Regions from separate parts of the Mus musculus genome. Here region 1 is linked to region 2. A link is a contact called in public Micro-C data. All regions are on one chromosome and are shown on one strand. Each heading gives the region's core, a stretch centred on a gene start, on an enhancer-like site or on the middle of the called end of the contact. The rest is flanking DNA. Distances are from core to core; before and after follow the strand shown. Region 1 overlaps Itgae (integrin alpha E, epithelial-associated). Region 2 overlaps Zzef1 (zinc finger, ZZ-type with EF hand domain 1).

Region 1 (2,977 bases), core at 398-2,897, 180 kb before region 2:
GGTTGGGCCGGATCAGGCAGGACTGGGATTGGAATAGTTTGAGCTGAGATTATGTGAGGCTACTAAAAGGTATCCTGGGGAGCACGCTGTGGAGGTGGGGTTGGCTTACCCACTGGCTGGCAAGCAATTTCATCTGGACTGATGGATATAGCGCATCGATACAGGGCGGCTGTATTCCTGTTGGAGCTGCGTCTGGCTACCAGGAGGCTAAGCGGATGAGGAGACAGCAAAGATAAGCTGGCTAACATCTCCTTTCACCTCCTTGCCTGTCCAGGCCCAGTCTTCCTATTCCTGCCTGAAGAAGAGGCCCAGACCTGGGTATGACAAACAGCTTTCTAGCCCAGGCCAGCAGACTCAGCATTACTGGGAAAGCACTTAGTGAGCCTCTACTTCTACATGGCTCCAAGTAGTTCAATGTAACCCCTGTCTGCCTGCCTAACTGTTTGGAGCACTAGAAAAGACTCCTGTCCTGTGGAATGGAAGGGGGAAACCAGGAAGTCACAGGCCAGAATGCCAGTCCCTTGAAGGGCAAAGCTGACTGGAACATATTGCTCATCTGACCTTAGCATTTCCTGACTAGGAAGTAGAGGTTTGGGGAGCTGATGAAGGCAGCTTGAGGAGATGTCAATCCTGCTGTGAAGTTCTTGTCTCCCAGAGGACAGGGTCAGCTTAAACAGTCCCTATTACACTGCTCCGTGGGGCCTGGGACTTGGCTGGCCTGAGACTCAGGGTGACTGCGCATCCATGACTGGAGTTGCGAGCATAGTGGGAGGGAAGGGGATCCAGAGACTGGTAATTGTGAGCCAAGTCCCAGGCCTTCGTGGTGACAGGAGGCTATGGAGGGCTTTGTCAAGGGGAAGCACATGATTAGTCTGTGCTTTTGAAAGGCCATGGTGTGGCTCTGGAGGCCTAGGAGACAAGATAACACAGGAGGAGGGGCAGGGTTTCTCTGTGTAGCCCTGGCTGTTCTGGAACTTACTTTGTAGACCAGGCTGGCCTCAAACTCAGTAATCTGCCTGCCTCTGCCTCCCAAGTGCTGGGATTAAAGGCGTGCCCAATCTCTACCTCTCCAGCGTGCCCTGCTCACTCAGAGAAAGACCTGCAATGTATGCTGTGGCCTTTAACAACTTTACGTCCTGGTCCTTTCCCCCTCAGGCTCACTTGCCAGCTGTCCTTTCTGCCTGGAAGCCTGGCCTTCCACTCCCTAAAACTGGTTCATCCTCATCTCCGTACTCTGCGCAACCGCCACCCACGCCTGCTGCTTTCTCCAAGGGGCCCCCGCCACCCACACCTGCTGCTGTCTCCAAGGGGCCCCACCTCACACTCTAGTTACCCTGCTCTGACGTTTCCCATCTCAGAACTTGTCACCACCAGACCGTAGCTTGCTTCCTGATTTCCCTATGTTATCATCCATCTCCTCCACCAAGCAGTTCCCCAATAGCCTTGTCTTCCTTGTTTATCACACAATTACGGAGGCTTAGAACAGTGTAAGGGCTTGGTAAACACTTGTTGAATGACTTGCATGGTTGTACAGGCAACGGCTGAGGGGTTGATCTGGGGCATTGGGCAGAGGGGTAGGTGTCCGAGTCCCCAAGTTAGGTCACTGTTCCGTAACTCTGCCTCCCTCCCCAGGCTATCTTGGCCCAGGCCCAGTCCCTTTCCTCCTGTTCCCAATGGTAGATTAGCTCATAACTGTTCCTTCCCAGAGCACGTAGAACAGCCCTTTGCTCACCCTGTTTCTTCCTGTGGTGCCTTTTCCTCCCTTCTCCTGCAGAGCAGCCTTCCCAGGTACCAGCTCAAATCCTCCAGTCGCCCTAACTACTGCATTCCCACTCCCATGCCTGATCTTTGTTTCTATCTTGGTTCTGAGCTCTGGAGAGGCCACCACATGCAGCTGTGCAGACTGCACACTGCAGATCCCCAAGACGGTCACCCGTAATGTGCAATCCTGTGGCCTAAGGCCCAGTCTGTGTTGCTCCCAACCCTTTTATGACTGGCAACCTCCAGGTCTGCTGACTTAGTGACTAGCAAACCAGCTAGCCACAGACTGACAGACCAGTTATGCCAGAGGCTGCCATTGGCTGCCATCCCCAGGTTCTGGGATCTGCTCTGGACTGGGTACATCTCCAGGACGTCTCATCCACCTCCTGCCTTCTCCCAGCTGGCAGTCTTACTCCATAATTCAGAAAGTACGGGAATTGTGAGGGGCATAGTACTCTCACCCTGGATGTGAGAGCGGCTATCAGCCTGTTCCTTTCTCTATGGTGAGCTGGGCCAATCAGTTGGTGCATTTCCTGCCCCCTGCAGCAGGCTCAGAAACCCAGAACTGTCTCCACCACTTCCTCCTGCTGACAGTGCAAACCCCCAAGCCCCTCTGCCTTAGCAGGTATTCAGGGAGCCCCACTAGGTTCCCCATCTCTTGACAGCTCCCAGCACCCTATTCATTGAGAGCTTTAAACACAAATACCCCCCCATCTACTTTGACCCTTGGGCCTCTAAGGGAGGGGACAGTAAGATTGTGAGCCTAGGGCTGGTAAGGGACCCACTGGGGTAGTGGTAAAAGATGATGAGGCAGGAAATGGCCACAGATAACTTGACTAAAATCCGTTTATGTAGTGAAAACAACTTGGAAAACAAAATGCAAACTCAACCTCCCTTTATAAACCTGATCAAATAAATCACCCTGGCTGTGGAGTAGAAGTACCAGGGGGATTGGCCCCATGCTCACCATCAGAGCAGTTGTCACCACGAAAAACTCCAGCCTCAGACGGTACCACTAATGGGGCTGGAGGACTTACTGCTGTTTGAGGATTGTGTTGTAACATTTATATCGAGTTAAAAAACCAGGCAGAGGGACTGAAGAGATGGCTCAACGGTTAAAAGCACTAACTGTTCTTCCAGAGGTCCTGAGTTCAATTCCCAGCAACAACATGGTGGCTCACAACCATCTGTAATGGGATCTGATGTCCCCTTCTCA
Region 2 (2,852 bases), core at 43-2,542:
CTTGGTCACAGCAAAAGCCAGCCAAATGTGGCCCTGGCTCTTAGGAGCCTTTTTTTTTTTTTTTTTTATTTGCATTCTGCCTGTGAGGTGGGATATGCCTCTGGCCAGATGCCTGCCCTTCAACAGCAGGTGCCTCAGGATTCTTCCTGAAAGTCCACGGCCTGCTGCTGACCCAGCATCCTACTCTGTGGCTCTGGGGAAAAAGGTCATCAGCACACAGGGCAATGCTAAAACCATAGAAGGAAATACGCAAAAGCTTCACTAAAACTAACGTAGTTATTGCTAGGCAGGGGATGGCCAAACAACCAGGCAGGAGGTTCAAGGTCGTAGGCTGCTGATCACCATGACCTTGGAGCAGAAGTATAATCAGGTGTGTCCTGACTCCTGAACAAAGGCTCCTCTGAGGGCACTGCCTGCACTGCAGGTGCTGGAGAGCCCCTCCATTTCTGTCACTTCCACACATGCCAGTTTGCCCCTAGGCATTCCCTAGGGGACCTCTCAGGGAGTCGATGTGGTTCTCTTCTAAAACCATGAGGGGAAATGAAAACTAAAACAATGAAGGAACAAAGATGTGTGCGGGGAGCTGCTGCACAGTGACAAGCAAAGCCTGCCAGCTGCTCCCAGGGACACCTGCTCTCACTGTGAGTTGGCCAGCTAAGCTGTGGCAAGAAGATTGCTTGGGAACTGGAGGTGGCTGGGAGGTGCTCATGTTGGTTATGGGCTGGTGTCCCAACTGGGCCACTGCTGCTGCAAGCTGCAAGTCTTACTGCAAAGGTAGCTCTGGGTGGATGGTGCCTTCTCCTGATGGCAAGCCTAGGCAGCTCCCACTCAGTGGAGACAGAATCCTTTCAGAGACGGCTTCCAGGTCTTCAGTGCTGTGACTCCCCTGGAGGAGACTGGCCTCTAGTCTCTATTCTCTGAATAACTTTCCCAAGGCCTCTTGATGCTCTTTCTGAGCCACTCTACACTGCTGTGCCTTTTTGGACATGTGGCGCCTGCAGTGGGCCTTTTTGATGAGGCGGCTGCTTGGCCAGATGGGAGCAGGGGGTGGGCTCAAAGAGAGCTGGGTGCAGAGGCTTCAGGGGTTTCCTGAGCAAGGTTGGAGGTCTGCTATAAACCCCTGTAGACAAATGATCAAGTCCATGCATATCACACTGAGGCTAACACTCAACATTCCAGAGGCGGGTGGCCTTGTTTGGGTAGTTGATGGCCAGGCTGATAGCAGCAATGTTCTGCAGAGCCTATGGAGGGAAAGAGCAGTTATCAATATCAAGAGCCACTGACTTCCTCATCCTTGAGTCTAAGTTCCTCAGCTGGAGGGTGATAAGGTGAGCCAGAGGTAGTCCCCCTTACCCAGTGGCTCACAAGTAGAATGAGAAAGAAAACAAAACCAAAGCCCACAGGAAAACCCTGGGTAAGTAATAAAACAACCATGGCCATGGTGTGGTAGCAGTCTAGTTGCTGAAGCAGGGGTCTGGGAAAGCCATAGAAAGGAACAGAAGGGGAGCACAAAGGTTCACACAAGAGGTGAACAGCTAGTGCTAGAGAAGTACCCATGGGGAGCTCAGAACACTGCGGGGAAAGCAGCTGTCCCAGAAGGACATGGCTAGAAGGCAGAACTTCAGGGAAGAGACTGGCAAGCTGTGGGGAGGGCCACAGGGGAAGGGGGATGAGATATGCATGGGCAAGCATGAGGGCCAGTCAAGCCCATGGAGAGAAAGCTGGTGCTCACCACACATCAAAATCTCTTATAGCACATCAAGAAAGCAAGGGCCGTAGTAGCCAGTGCAGCTGGCTGCTAAGAGACCTCAGCAGCCCCACCTGCTCTTTCCCCTGCTTTAGTAGGGGAGCCCCAGTTCCGAGCAAAACACTTCTAACCTTCCACATAGAGCCTTCCTTGAAGGATTAGGCTCTGGGAAGAGTCCCAGGTGGATGCCTAGCTGAGAAACGTTCTATGAGCGCTGGAGATCCCCCAGCTGTCTGTCTGCTATAGTAGAGCACAACACTTCTTTCTCCAGGATGAGTACAGGGCAGATGAGTACAAGAGTCCAGCTTTTGTTGACCCAGACATTAAAGAAGTCTGCAAAAATGGAGCCAGGGCCGCCATCCTCAATATTATTTTGTTTTGAAGAGATTTTTCCCAAAACACATTAACATGAAATGTGTTTACTGTCTTAAAGATTGAATTGATACATAAATGTTTAATTACTGTTCTAATTTAGACACTTAAGTCTAACCTCTAATGATGCACACTGATGTATACAGGGTTTCTTGGGTCCTCTATCATTTAGAAGCACAGCTGTCAGAAGAGGAGTTTTCTAGCCAGGGAAGCAAAGTACATCCAAAAAAATCCAAAAATATCTAGAATCTAAATCTGTGGAAACTTCCAAGATCGGCCAATGAGTAGTTAAGTGAAGGCACTGGCTGTTTTGGTTTCAGAGACCAGATTCTTGCTAGTGTCTTCTGACCCCACAGTTTAATATGAGTGACAGTGATAAATGAGGCTCCCTGCTCTTTCTGAGAGCAGGAGGAAGTGACTGAACAGCAGCTGAGCTCCATGTAAACTCTGGCAGGGTCTGGACCTGTCATGCAACTCTAAGTCACAGCCCCACCCCCAGTTCCGGCAAGTGAGGGGGTGTTATCTGTCACAGGAACATGACCCACAGGCTAACTCTTGGAAGACAGGGAGGAGGTACCTGTGCTGCACATCGGAGAAGGTGGTCCTCGGTGGTTAAGGCCAGCAGGTACTCCTGAAGCAGGCCAAGCTCCTGTAAAGACAGCATGGGCTCCTTGAATGCTGGAAGGTAGGAGGGCTGAACACAGACACCCACAGGCAGACAGGAGCCTCCAGG

The links. Hi-C and Micro-C count contacts between places; a contact is called where the count stands out from the background.
Region 1: a contact with region 2 is called in a Micro-C map of the G1E-ER4 cell line, with 2.9 times the contacts expected there. The contact joins two enhancer-like sites. A contact is called at or near these places in 19 of 484 Hi-C or Micro-C datasets (the G1E-ER4 cell line, the HL-1 cell line, cortical neurons and 3 more), 1 of 115 datasets of contacts at active chromatin or transcription factors (bone marrow-derived dendritic cells) and 3 of 9 other capture datasets (embryonic stem cells, liver and pancreatic islet).

The regions. Positions count from the first base shown.
Region 1 is chr11:73,107,736-73,110,712 of GRCm38.p6, reverse strand. Itgae (integrin alpha E, epithelial-associated) reads right to left here. Exons shown (of 31, transcript NM_008399.3): 3 at 110-207. Among named protein-coding and RNA genes, the nearest start is that of Itgae, 19 kb to the right of the region's middle. Within about 2 kb of position 1,647, at least 63 of the 459 cell types and tissues checked have an H3K27ac peak or open chromatin away from gene starts, as enhancers often do. A contact at or near this core is called in the G1E-ER4 cell line, where this site is marked.
Region 2 is chr11:72,923,026-72,925,877 of GRCm38.p6, reverse strand. It overlaps Zzef1 (zinc finger, ZZ-type with EF hand domain 1), which reads right to left. Exons shown (of 55, transcript NM_001045536.2): 54 at 2,697-2,768; 55 at 1-1,241. The coding sequence ends at 1,161. Among named protein-coding and RNA genes, the nearest start is that of Gm34704, 16 kb to the left of the region's middle. Within about 2 kb of position 1,292, at least 39 of the 459 cell types and tissues checked have an H3K27ac peak or open chromatin away from gene starts, as enhancers often do. A contact at or near this core is called in the G1E-ER4 cell line, where this site is marked.